Linked DNA regions of Mus musculus: region 2 is linked to region 1. Evidence: chromatin contacts called from public HiChIP or PLAC-seq data. All regions are on one chromosome and are shown on one strand. The core of a region is the stretch at or near the end of the contact, and the rest is flanking DNA. Distances in the headings are between cores, read along the strand shown. Region 1 has its middle 30 kb from the start of Gm13749. Region 2 overlaps Klf7 (Kruppel-like factor 7 (ubiquitous)).

Region 1 (5,955 bases), core at 2,330-4,829:
GTACAAAAGTTTGAACTCTCCACTCTCGGGTCCACCTTTTCAAGGTGTCCTTTCTTTCCCCCTCTCTTCCTCTTCCCCCTTCTCTCCTTTCCATGGTATATGCACGTCCATGTGTGTGCTCATGCACGTGTGGTACACAAGCTAGAGGCCAGTGTCAATCCTCTTCCCCCATCACACTTCGCTTTTTTTTTTTTTAATCCACAGACTCTTCCACTAAGACTGAAGTTCACTGATTCAGCAAGACGAGCTATCCACAAACTACAAACTCTAAGGTTTCTCTCTATTCAACTCCTCAGTGCTAGGATTACAAGTGTGTACCTATAGGTTGGGGGTTTTTACCTGCTTAGTGAGTCTCTAAACTTGGGTCTTCACGTCTGTGTGGCCAACACTTTACCAACTAAGCTGTCTACACAGCCCTTCCTAGCATCACCTTTGACCCTCTGTCTTAACTTCTCCAGTGATGACAAGCAGTAGGGGCTGTCACCTGCCGCTACATCAGATGTGCTTTATATTAGCAGATGAGTTGTCACTGAAAAATATGCTAGGACATAATGCAAGCAAGGCTCTGGCATCTCGCTCTCTCTCTCTTTTTTTTTTTTTTTTTTTTGTTCTAGATTTCTGCAAGGAGCTTCTAACAGCGTCCTGTCTCAACGTCACCAAAGTGGGTGTCCTCATTTTGAACACAAAATTGTCACAACACTGAAAACATGTGGGGCTGCACAGGTCCTTTAATAATGTCAAACCTATCACTCATGTGGCGTTCCTACTAGATTCCATAATATGGTCTTATTTTATCTTAAACAGAGCAGGACAGCAACATTGGGAAGCAAATCTGCCTCTTTTTGAATTCCTTAGCTCAGTTTGCATTAGCTGTTCTCTCTACAGCTTCAATAGCATGCTATTCAGAAGAAACATCAACAACGCATCATAAAAACAAACACAAAAACTAACAAAAACTCCACCACATCTTATTCCTATTTCCCCTACATCTTATTATATTACTTACTTTTCTCATTGCTCTGACAAAACACTTGGCCACTGCAGCTTCAGGAAGGAAGGATTGACTTGTTTCCAATGAGAGGAAGGACCCACGTCGGTTGGGAAGGTGTGGCTTAGCATAGCCTGTCGTTATGTAACAGTAGTCAGGAAGGAAAGGGAGAGGTGAAGGGTGACACACCAGGTTGCTTTCTTTTATTCTTTCCCTGTCCCTCTTATTCAGTCTGTAGCCCATGGGGTGACGCAATCTACATTAAAGGTGGGTCTTCCCTCTCAGGTACACATTTACAGAAACACTCTCATAAGCATCTCTCTCTGTGAGGTGACTCAGATTCTAGTCAAGTTGACAATGAATACTAACCATTGCATGCACAATATGGCTAGACAACTGAAAAGACATAAGTGTGGGAAAGAAGGCTGTTCAGCTAACATTAGCTAAGTACTAATTATATTTCATACTTTGCAAATGTGTACCGTACAAATAACATGACGGAGCCCTCACAATAAATTTTCAAGTTAGGATTCATCATATCCTTTCTTTATAAATGTGAAAGAGCTAAGGCAGCAAAGAGGTTAAATAAATTGGTCAAGATTCAAAACCTGCACATGCTATGATTTGACTCTAAGTCAAAGACCAATCCTTGCACAATAAGAAATAAAACTCTTCTATTGTGTCTTCCCCCTTTTTTAGTTAATTTTGGTTCCTACAGCACATTGGCGTTAGACGGAGCACACTCCTTCCAACGTTACTTTGTGACATTTGCTTGTGAGAGTTGTAGCCAGTCAATACTACCCTCATTGTCCCTGGCATAAAGCACAGTCATGGTGGCCTTGCGAATGAAGTTTCAGGAGCTTTGATTCAATTCCATTAACCAATCTTGAGAGGGGCTGGGACAAGGGGACATTAGAACCAGCCTCCCAGTGGAGTGAGCAGCTCACCTGTAAAGGAGCCTGCCCTGAGAGGTCTAGGAACTTTGATGAAAATTTTAAGGATGTAGGTAGAAAATGAATGGCAAAAACGTCCCCATCCCCCTACCCCAAGAAAGTGCCTTTAGTAAGCTAGGCCTTAACCCCTGTTCCTGTTTATGCCTCGCAGGTAAGCTTCAGGGGGTTAGGGTGGGTGGATTACTCCCTAGCAATGCCGGGAAGTCCGTCTACAAGCCAATTAGAACACACCCAGATTTGCCAGGAAAGCATTTGCCTCACTTGACTTTATTGGTTTCATAAAACAAGTGAAAGAAATCAGCAAGCTCACCATCCTAGCCAAGATGAAAGGCCAACCGGAGGCCACACAGGCTCCTGGCTGCAACCCTTCTCCTAGCATGCTATCCTGATCTGTACAGCAAGCACCATGTGGTCTCAGGAACACATCAGCTTCCATGTGATGGGAGATCTCCGATTTAGTCTCAGCACCCCTGAGTGTGTGCCCTGCATCTTGGAGAACTCACACTGTTTTTCTGAGCCTCGGCATCTTTGTCTGTCAATTTCAGGTGAGGTCACTTTATACAAGCTTGGATGTACATAATTTAAAACCTTAAAGGAAGCCAAATACTTATATGCAGAGGATCATCTTCATTCTGCCTTCACTCCCTACATTACCTTCTGGGGTTGGTGTTTAAGCCTAAACATAAATTATCTTTGCTGTTATTGACTCTCCATTGCAAGCAGTGAAGAGAGAGAGGAAGAAAGGCGAGGGAGAGAGAGAGAGAACATGTGTCCCTCGCTTGCCTTTTCTTTCTTTCTTTGTCACTTCTCAAGGTTTCTGGGAAAGGAGCAAATAGAACAGAGTGCTCTTGTCCAGCCCCTTACCCCTCCCCCTGGCCGGAGATGGACACTTTCTACTACTCCCTCTTGTCCCCTCCCCCATCCTCATCAGAGCAGTCAGGGATGTGAAAGCCCTGTGAGTAATTCCAGGGTTTGCCTGACCTTCGCCAGACAGAAACAGTGTGTGGTTCACGGTCTTTTCTGGGGTCCACAACGGGCTTTTCTGGGGTCCACCACGGGCTTTTCTGGGGCCCACCACGGGCTTTTCTGAACCTGTCCTCAGAGGCAACCTGGCAAATCAGCCTAATGGGCTGATGTGGTTCAAGACTGAGAGTGGAATCGACCCTCCTCCCTGAAAAAAAATTATAAAAAACTGTCTTTATCCCACACTGTGTTCAGTGCCCCAAACAATTACTGATGGTAATTAGCCGTCCAGAACAACAAGCACATTATATCTTGCTCAGCTGTGCTGCCATGGCTCGCGAGCAAAGGGCATTGTGTCTGAGCACAGTCGCTGTGATTTGAAAATCTCCCATGTGGACTCTGGGAAACACGACCCTTGCCGCTTCCCTCTAACCTGGAGAACCAACCCCTGGTTATTAAGCTGGAGTTTCCTTTGGGGCAGAGTTCAAAAGAGAGGCATGAGAACTTGCGCTCCAGAAAACTGTCCGTTTGTTTGAAATTTCTGACAGTCCTGCTGCTTGGTGGGGTATTTTAGCACAGGCTGGTTCTCCTGCATGCGCATCTTGGGTTGTAAGGCTTCCCACGGCCTTGATGCTGTCAATATTGGAACAGGAGCAGGGAACACACACACACACACACACACACACACTACCATGAGTCGGGGAAGCGAAAGGGTGAGAAGTTACCACTCTTTAAACCACAGGAGGGGTTGGAAAGCCAACTTACCAAAATAGCAGTTCAAAAAAAATTTTTTTGAAAAACAAATTCACCACCAAACAGTTTCTCCTGCTCCATTTATTTCAACTAGTGTGGTATTAATAGAACGCCTAACAGCAGGGAGCAGGGAAATAAATGTATTCTCACTCACAAGGGAATGACTAAATGACTCACAAATGCAAAAATAAATAAATGGCTTCCCGTGAAAATCTGAAACTGTATTACCCCAACCGAAACAACGAAGCTTTTTAACTATAACCTAACGTGCTAAATCCGATCAGTTTTATTTGAGGCCATAGATAGATCGAGCGATCAATCTCCATTATCCCCGGTTCCTTTTCATCTTCATAGTGCTATTTTTCTTCCTTCAAGACATTTCAGTTCATTTCCTCAAGCCTTCCTCAGTTTAATGGCTGATTTTCCCACCAGGAAAAAAATCTCACTTCCTCTACAGGAAACAAAGGAAACAACCAAGAAGGAAGCTTTAGAAAGATAAGTCTCAAGACTATTCAGTGAGGAGGAAGCCATTCGGGGTGAGAGGAAGATAACAGGTAGATAAATACTGTGTACCCCAGCTTCTCTCAAACCTTCTGTTAAATGTTAACAGGTGCTGCCTCCTGACACTATAAAAAGATCAACTTTTTGTCTCCTGTATAATTTGTGAACAGGTAGGCCCCGGAGGGCCTGAATGAGGTCATGCCAATTAACTCACCGGTTCCTGCAATCAGAGTGATAATGACATCCTTAGCAACCACGCTATCTATGGCACCGCCCACTGCTGTGAAAACCCTCTTCATCTAAGCAGGTTGGAGGGTGCCTGGCCAGAGCTGTGATCTCAGACCCTGCAGGCTGAGAATTACACTCACCTCCCCCACCCTCCACCCCAGTGATTCCCAGACACTCCTTCCCTAACCCAAAAGAGGAATGAGGAAATCAAATCAAATCAAAACAAACAAAAACAAACAAAATAAACTTTCTCCATCCACAAAAGCTGAGGACCGGGACTTTCCCCAGAGTCCACAGCTACTATGAGCTGCCTCATCAGAACCATCTTAGAGGAATTAATGATTGCTTGAGCCCCATCCAGCCTGCCTGGACTGTACATACTTACCCCTTGCTTTAAAAATCCTTGTAACTGGGCTGCCTTTGCTAATGGACCCTCACAGCTACTTCGTGGGACGAGATTTGATATGCCGAAGGCAGTAGAACAGAAGGCAATGTCCAAGACTAAAAGTACTTTTAAAATTCAGCTTCCTGGGACACACTGACTATATATGACAACCAGGACAGCAACCAAGAATACATCCCGCAAGTGGGCAAACTTACTTCAACAAACTTAAGCTCTAAACATTTCAGTTTGAGTCAACATTTATTATATGAACCCCCTCCCACCTGCCCCTTGGTATATTAGCTATTTGGGGAAACTTAATGAAAAAAAAGTGAGGCAAATCAGTATATCCTTACTTTCAAGGAAGTTCAAATCTATCTGGGAAAAGGGCAGGAGAAAAGAAAGGAGGAAGAGGTGAGAAGAGAGAGACAATACCCCAAAACAATAATGTGAGTTAAATGGGAAAGTAGTCTTTAGTGTGTGGAGTTCTCATGGATATAGAGGGATGTAGTTAAAACACCTGATCAGGACATTTAAATAGGTATTACAATGAGAAGCAAGGAGAGAGGAAAGAGATGAGGAAGGCAGAAAAACAGAAGCAACTGCATAGAGGCCAAGGAGTAGCTAACAATCCCCAGGAAAGCAGAGACCATGGCTAAGTAGACTTTATCCACCCCCACTTACCTGAGGTTTCTCTTTCCTGTAGCTTTAGGTACTAGCTGTCAATCATGGTCTGAAAATATTAAGTGGGAAGTTCTAGAAATAAGCAATTTTTGAATTGTGGTTGTGATGAAGTTTCCTACTGTCTGGCCTCTTCCTACCTGAATACACCATGGTTCAGCACACCTAAAGGTGTGTGTGTGTGTGTGTGTGTGTGTGTGTGTGTGTGTGTGTTTGTGTGTGTTACCTATCCATTAGCCAACTGGGAGCTGTCTCTGTTGTCAGACTGACTGCCCTGGATAACACAGGGCTTCTGCCCAAGAATGTTTTATTTCATTTAATAATGGCCTCAAAGAATTAGAATAATGTGGCTTGCAATTCTACTGTAGTCCATTGTTTTAATGTTCTATTATCATTAGTTCCTATCAGTAATCTCTTGCTCTGCCTAATTTATAAACTAAAGCTTATCATATATACATGTACATATACCATATACACATATACATATATATATATATATATATATA
Region 2 (6,297 bases), core at 3,618-6,117, 110 kb after region 1:
CTATGCCATGGAGCAGGGACAATGCCCCTTTGGTTCACTATGGTATCCTCAACACATCACACAGAGTTTAGCCCTACCATGGAAGAAAGAGAAGGAAGCATCAAGGGAAGGAGGAATTAAGGAATGAAAGAAAACAAAACAAGGGAAACCCTGAGCTAGAGCTGCAGATGAGGCAGGCTCCCCTTCCTCGTCAAGCATCCGCTGGTTTACAGTGAATGTCAATGATCGTGTTCTCACCTGTTCACTCACTGTTGGTGGATGAGGGACTATGGGGGAAGATGTGAAGTGAAAAAGAACAGGCAGGTAGCAGGTGGGCAAGCCAGAGTGTGAAAGCCAGGGACTCTTGTGTTCTTGTTGCTCTACTTATACTACCCTCCCACTAAGGTTCCTGGCAAACACTCCTCTCATTTTCCCTCCGTTTTTTCTTTTAGGCAAAGTCATTCCCGAAATCATTCCCTTTAACTAGCTCCATTCTGCCACTCTCCCAAATACTAAGAGGAGAAACTCCGTTGAGCCCTACTCCAGAGCAAGGCCAATGTCTGCTGGCACTACTTTCTAGTTCCCTTCTCTCCTCCAATGATCCCTGTGTCCCTGCCACCTTCCCTTCACATCCTCTGGGAAGTTCTGCCTTATTTTAATCTCCATTTTCTTACGGGAGGTCCTAGGATTCCATGAGACCTTCACTGACAAGGAAATTCTTTCAAGGTACCCTGGAAACTCAGCTGGCCAGAATTCCTTTTACTCCCTTCACCTGCTGCTGCCCAAGAGACATGAAAAAAGGAAGAGGAAACAGCTCAGTGTATGGCTCACCTATCTTGTCCTAGCTGCCCCTACCTCTCCCTGGAGAGCTGTCTTTTCCTGAGTCTGCCCTATCACAAGCCAAGACTCAGTGATTCCACTGAACCCAGGCAGCACAGGAATGACAAATGATACACATCTGTCCGATGGTGGCTCAAGCAAGCCAGGGCAAGAAGTGGTTAGAGATATGGATGTGAGACTACTATATTGCTCCTTCTGGGTCTGTGTGCAGCCTGATCAATAACACAGCTGGCGCTTGACTTGCACCTGTCTAGCTCCTGGGTCTTCTCCGTGAAGGCTGCAGGAAGAAAGGTCCATCTATTGTCCTTGCTGAAAGAGTAGAAATTACTATTAAAGGGCTCTCTTAATGGTCCAGACTTCCTATGAACCTTGCTATCCTGTAAGCTAACACCTAAGACTTAACACACACACACACACACACACACACACACACACACACACACACACAGGAAAACATAGCTGGTTCATTACCATTATTACCTAGACTGCTCTTTAGAAACGTAAATGTAAGGACCTTTTCTGAGTTTCTCTTATAACTCTTCCCCTTTCCCCAAACTGTCAATAAATGTTTTCATATGGTTTTGATTGAAATTTTATGTATGTCGGCCCCCACAACAGATTATTCTTTAAATTACTTTTTCTTCTCTCATACATAGAAGGAAAAGTGACTGGCTTTTCATTTTAACAGCTGAAAGGGACAGAGGCTAGGGCAGAGCAGCCCCTCCCCCACCTCAGCTTCAGCCCTTATTTCTCATAACAGTGTGGTTTTTCTATGCATCCCTCCGGCCACGGCCACACCCACACCTCCTAAGAAATGTCTTAAAATAAAACAAGTCTTAGGATGAGTGTGTAGGCCCCATTGGAGGAAGCTGGGTAAAGGACACATAGGTCTCTTTGTACTCTTTTTGCAACTTCCCATGAGTCTGTAATTACTTCAAAATAAAAAGTTCTTCAAAAATGAAGCAAGCCCATGCTTTAAGGGCCAAGGCACAGTGGGGAGCCCCTAATGTAAGAGAAAGGGGACCTACTTAGGGAGAGCAAAGATTTACAAACATCACTACCTACCCCTGGCCTGGCTACTTCTATGGTCCCTGGGCAAGGGTGACAAAGCCAGCCAGTTTTTGAACTATTTTAGGATATATTTGATTTTTTAAAAGAACATAACAGTGTTTTCCAATGAAGCTAACTGTCATAGTTATGAGCTTTGAATGTTGCTACTTGATCTGAACCATTTAACATTTTTTAATAGTTGAGCTTTTTTATCCTCTCTTAAAAATCAAAACTAAACCGTCAAAGTACACAATTATTTAAGTTTACAGAGAAAGATACAGCTCTCCAGATGGAGTTTATCCAGCTCATGACTTAAGCATTTTATGGCCACACTTGCCCAAAAGTCATATTGGTGGCTAAACCTAGTTGCATGCTCCAGTGTTCTGTTGCTTCTCTAATGCCACTGCTCAGGTGGGAAGTTGAGCTAAATATATGTCCCAAGAAATCCTTGAAGAAGTGGTCAGGAGGCTGATGACTATTATCTCAGCTTCACACCTCTTACTGTCTATTAGCCCAGCTTCACACCTCTTGATGACTATTAGCCCAGCTTCATCTCTTGATGACTATTAGCCCAGCTTCACACCTCTTGATGACTATTAGCCCAGCTTCACACCTCTTGATGACTATTAGCCCAGCTTCACACCTCTTGGTGACTATTAGCCCAGCTTCACACCTCTTGATGACTATTAGCCCAGCTTCATCTCTTGATGACTATTAGCCCAGCTTCACACCTCTTGATGACTATTAGCCCAGCTTCATCTCTTGATGACTATTAGCCCAGCTTCATCTCTTGATGACTATTAGCCCAGCTTCATACCTCTTGATGACTATTAGCCCAGCTTCACCTCTTGTTTCTTACAGAAATCTACAACCTAGACCATTGGAAGCTGTGAACTTCTGAGACCCTCACTGAATTCTACCTAAAGTCTGTCTACTCAAGTAGGCAGACCAAGAAAGTCCTGGTAGATGACACAACTGTCCAAAGTCATCCTAAAATTCAAACTTTACTTCAAAAGGACATGAAGGAACAGATATGCCTATGCCAAAGATAAATGGGCTAAATGCCCAATGGCCCAGTGTCCAAGCCTGACCTACAGTGTTTATTTGAACATTCAATATTTTTATTCTACCTTTGTTTAATAACCAGGGAACTACAATTCTTAAATTCTGATTATTTTCTTTTTTAAATTGTTTGTTTGTGTGTTTTGTTTGTTTGTTTTAGCTCCTCTTGAACTCTGAGACCTGTCAGAAGATTTTGTGTCCCTTATAGCAGCATCTGGCTGGCAGTGAATGGTAGCTTCCCCTTTAAATGGGCAAATACTGTACACAGCCAATGTTACCACCTCTCCAATAACTTTCACTCTGCCAGACTCTCTCCTTGGCTCCTGGTATCCATGCCTATGGCTCCAGCACTCTTTTCATTTGCTACTGTCTACCGTGCCAGGGAAATAATCTCCTCCCCTCGTCTATCCCCCAAACTGTTCTCCACTGTCTAAACTCTTGGTGATCCTACCATGTGCTACAACCCCAGTCTTTGCTCTGCCACCCCGCTCCAAGACCCTCTCGCAATGTCTTTGTTTTGCTTATAGCCACAAGAGAAAAGACATGTCTCAACACCCCTCTTGTTCTACCCAGAGCATGTGCACTTTCCAGCAGCCATTAAGGGCTGATAACTGCCTTCTCCTAGGTTCCATGTAGATGTGTTGGTTCCTTAGACAAGAATAAGAAATCGGAGTCAGTGACATGGCTCACTGGGTAAAAGTATTTTATGTGCAAGGCCGACAAGACAACCTGAGATCAAATGCCTAGAACCTAGGTGAAGGTTGAAAGAGAAAACTGACTCCACAAAGTTGTTCAATTACCTACACAGGTTCTCTCTCTCTCTATCACACACACACAATTAATAATAATAATAATAATTATTATTATTGTTTTAAAATCTTGTACAAAAAAAAATAAGAAATTAGTGGTACATGCTTTTGTTGCAGGATACTGAGACATCAATCTCAAAATAAATAGTAAACTAACTTCCTGCTGGCTAGCTTTCATAGCCCGAAGGTGCTATGGAGGCCACTGGTAGAGAAAAATCTACAATGGAATTACCTAGTGGCGGACTCTGCACACTGCAAAATCCTGCCCCGCATGATGTACCTACCTAGTGGTAGCATGACCTAAATATGGAGGTAACCAACCATCTTCTGCCTTGATTTGAGACCCACTCATGCCTGACACTGTGCTTGTCCAAAAGCCCAAGGCTAGGTAGGTCACAGGCCTTAATGTAAAACTTGCTGGTATTTTTGCTAAACACTCATGTTGTCAAAACCGCCTTCTAAATATTTGTGTATACCCACAGGTTAGGTAGTCTGAATTTTGGTCAGAATAGCTTCTTTTTCACTAGGCAGCAGTCAATGCCAAGACTGATCGCTGGTCACTGATCACTGAGAATGAGTGACTGTTGAGTACTGGCATAGTTGGCTTCAGCTGTCAAGGATGACACAAACCTAAGGTCAGCTGAGAAGAGAGAACCTACTGAAGAATTACTCAAATCAGAATGACCTGTGGACATGTGTGTTTAGCATTTTCTTAATCACTAGTTGATGAAGGAGAGCCCAGTCTACTGTCGGAGGTGTAGTCTCCTAGGCAGGTGGGCCTACATAATAGAGGTTTCTGCTTCTGTTCCTACCTCCAGGTTCCTGCCTTGGTGCCTGCCCCTTGATGACCGGCTATAACCTGTACACTAAAGAAAACATTTCGAAGGTGGTTTTGGTCAGTATTTGTTCACAGCAATAAAGATCAAACTAGGACAAGTGCTGAGCCCTAAGTGGGACATCTATACCAACCCCCACCCCGCCCCTGGACTCAGAGAATATCATGGGGAGGGGGAAGATGAACGTTAGAGGGAGAATAGGGAGAATCATTGTGCAATGTTGTCTCCTAGATATGGCAGAACTGCAGTACTTATGATCTCACAGCACCTATATGGCTATCTGTACAAGATCAAACAAGTGAACATTACATCATGGAGCAGGAAGTGTTTTGCAAGCACCCAACCCTAGCTGAGGAGCTATTGGCAGCTGACGGCAGGGAGAGGGCAATTTTCTTCTGGGGTATGGTCCTAGTAGGATGTCCGTGTTCCTTGGGTAGCCCCTCCTCTAGCACTGGTCACTGTAGATACAGCACTCTTGGTATGTCCCTGGTAACAGGAAGACATAAGAGAGTCACTTCCAGAAACCCAGAAGTCACCTCACTCCCCAGTGTTCCAGGGGGCACAAAATGAAAATGGCTTCAGTATCTGACACTTGATTCTCAAAGGCTTGTCAGCATAGGACCGATCCTGAACAGCAGATAAACATAGGCATCAGCTGTGAAGACTTCATGGAGCTTGGCCGGTCCAGTCAATGTAGTCTCTACGTCCTTTCTTACCTGCAGTAACCCCACCCAAGGTCAATATGGCCCTCCTATCAGAGAGTTCACACTCCTTTCCTGCCTTGTTATTCCCACCAAGGTCATCTCTGGCTAAGGCAAGAGGCCATAATCCAGCCAGCTACGTGCTGTTCTGTGCCTTTCTTAGAAGCGTGAGTAGCAGAAACTTGACAAGACTTAAGGGAAAGGGGCCTCTGCCGTCCCTTTAAGTCCAGGACTTCCTACCCAGGTGATTCCCAATCTTATCACAGAACAGCATGTGACAGTATACATTGTTAATGAGTCACTTAGCCACACAGATCTGCCTTTAGAACAGAGCTCTCACTTCCAACCCCCAAACCTAGCCTTTCTCCATCTCTGCGCACACATCACTCTACCAGACAAGAGATGTGCACGCACCTACCACAGCCCAGAAAGCAGGAGACTAGGGCAGCATGTGATGGCATACTAAGTGTTTACATCCATGTGCCACTCAGGACTGCAATCCTGTTATTACAGCACCTGCACTGCAGACAGGAGAAATAGTTTGATGGTTCACTGTGGTTTATTCTCAGATTTTCCACGCCACCATCACTTCAGTCTCATCTACAATCCACACTTCTACCAAGTCAGGGTACCTATCTGTAGCATCATTCCTAACTCAAGCTTCACATGTTTTAAATTTTCTTACTAAAAATGCTTGTTAATATGGGACAATCGTAAAATGAAAAGCATGAAGTTAAAACAAATATTATAAACTTTGAACCAAATGTCTGCCAATCAGATATCCTGGATCTGCAACCTGTTCTCTTCATCTTAACTAGTAATGACAGTGTTAGTAATACAATCAATCAAAAGAAAGGAAGGAGGAAGCATGGAGGCCAGAGAGGCTAAGGCAGGAGAGAGGCTACTCCAGAGGTGAATTACCCTTTGTATTAGAAGGATGTAAAGAAGCTGAGAGTGGACTGAATCTGTCTCCCAAGGTTGATTCTGTGTTTATTCAGCACTATGCTCACAAAGCCCCTT

The links. HiChIP or PLAC-seq counts read pairs in DNA pulled down with a chosen protein or histone mark.
Region 2: a contact with region 1 is called in a BATF HiChIP or PLAC-seq map of CD8 T cells, with 6 read pairs. The contact joins two enhancer-like sites. A contact is called at or near these places in 1 of 39 promoter capture datasets (frontonasal cranial neural crest), 14 of 484 Hi-C or Micro-C datasets (CD4 T cells, CD8 T cells, DN3 thymocytes and 10 more) and 18 of 115 datasets of contacts at active chromatin or transcription factors (CD8 T cells, the HPC-7 cell line, Th17 cells and 15 more).

The regions. Positions count from the first base shown.
Region 1 is chr1:63,991,597-63,997,551 of GRCm38.p6, forward strand. No RefSeq gene overlaps it. Among named protein-coding and RNA genes, the nearest start is that of Gm13749, 30 kb to the left of the region's middle. RefSeq lists an enhancer at 1,698-4,976. Within about 2 kb of position 3,580, at least 115 of the 459 cell types and tissues checked have an H3K27ac peak or open chromatin away from gene starts, as enhancers often do. A contact at or near this core is called in CD8 T cells, where this site is marked.
Region 2 is chr1:64,099,939-64,106,235 of GRCm38.p6, forward strand. All of the region lies in intron 1 of Klf7 (Kruppel-like factor 7 (ubiquitous)), which reads right to left. Gm13748 (a long non-coding RNA gene) reads left to right here. Exons shown (of 3, transcript XR_003947836.1): 3 at 1-1,265. Among named protein-coding and RNA genes, the nearest start is that of Klf7, 18 kb to the right of the region's middle. Within about 2 kb of position 4,868, at least 61 of the 459 cell types and tissues checked have an H3K27ac peak or open chromatin away from gene starts, as enhancers often do. A contact at or near this core is called in CD8 T cells, where this site is marked.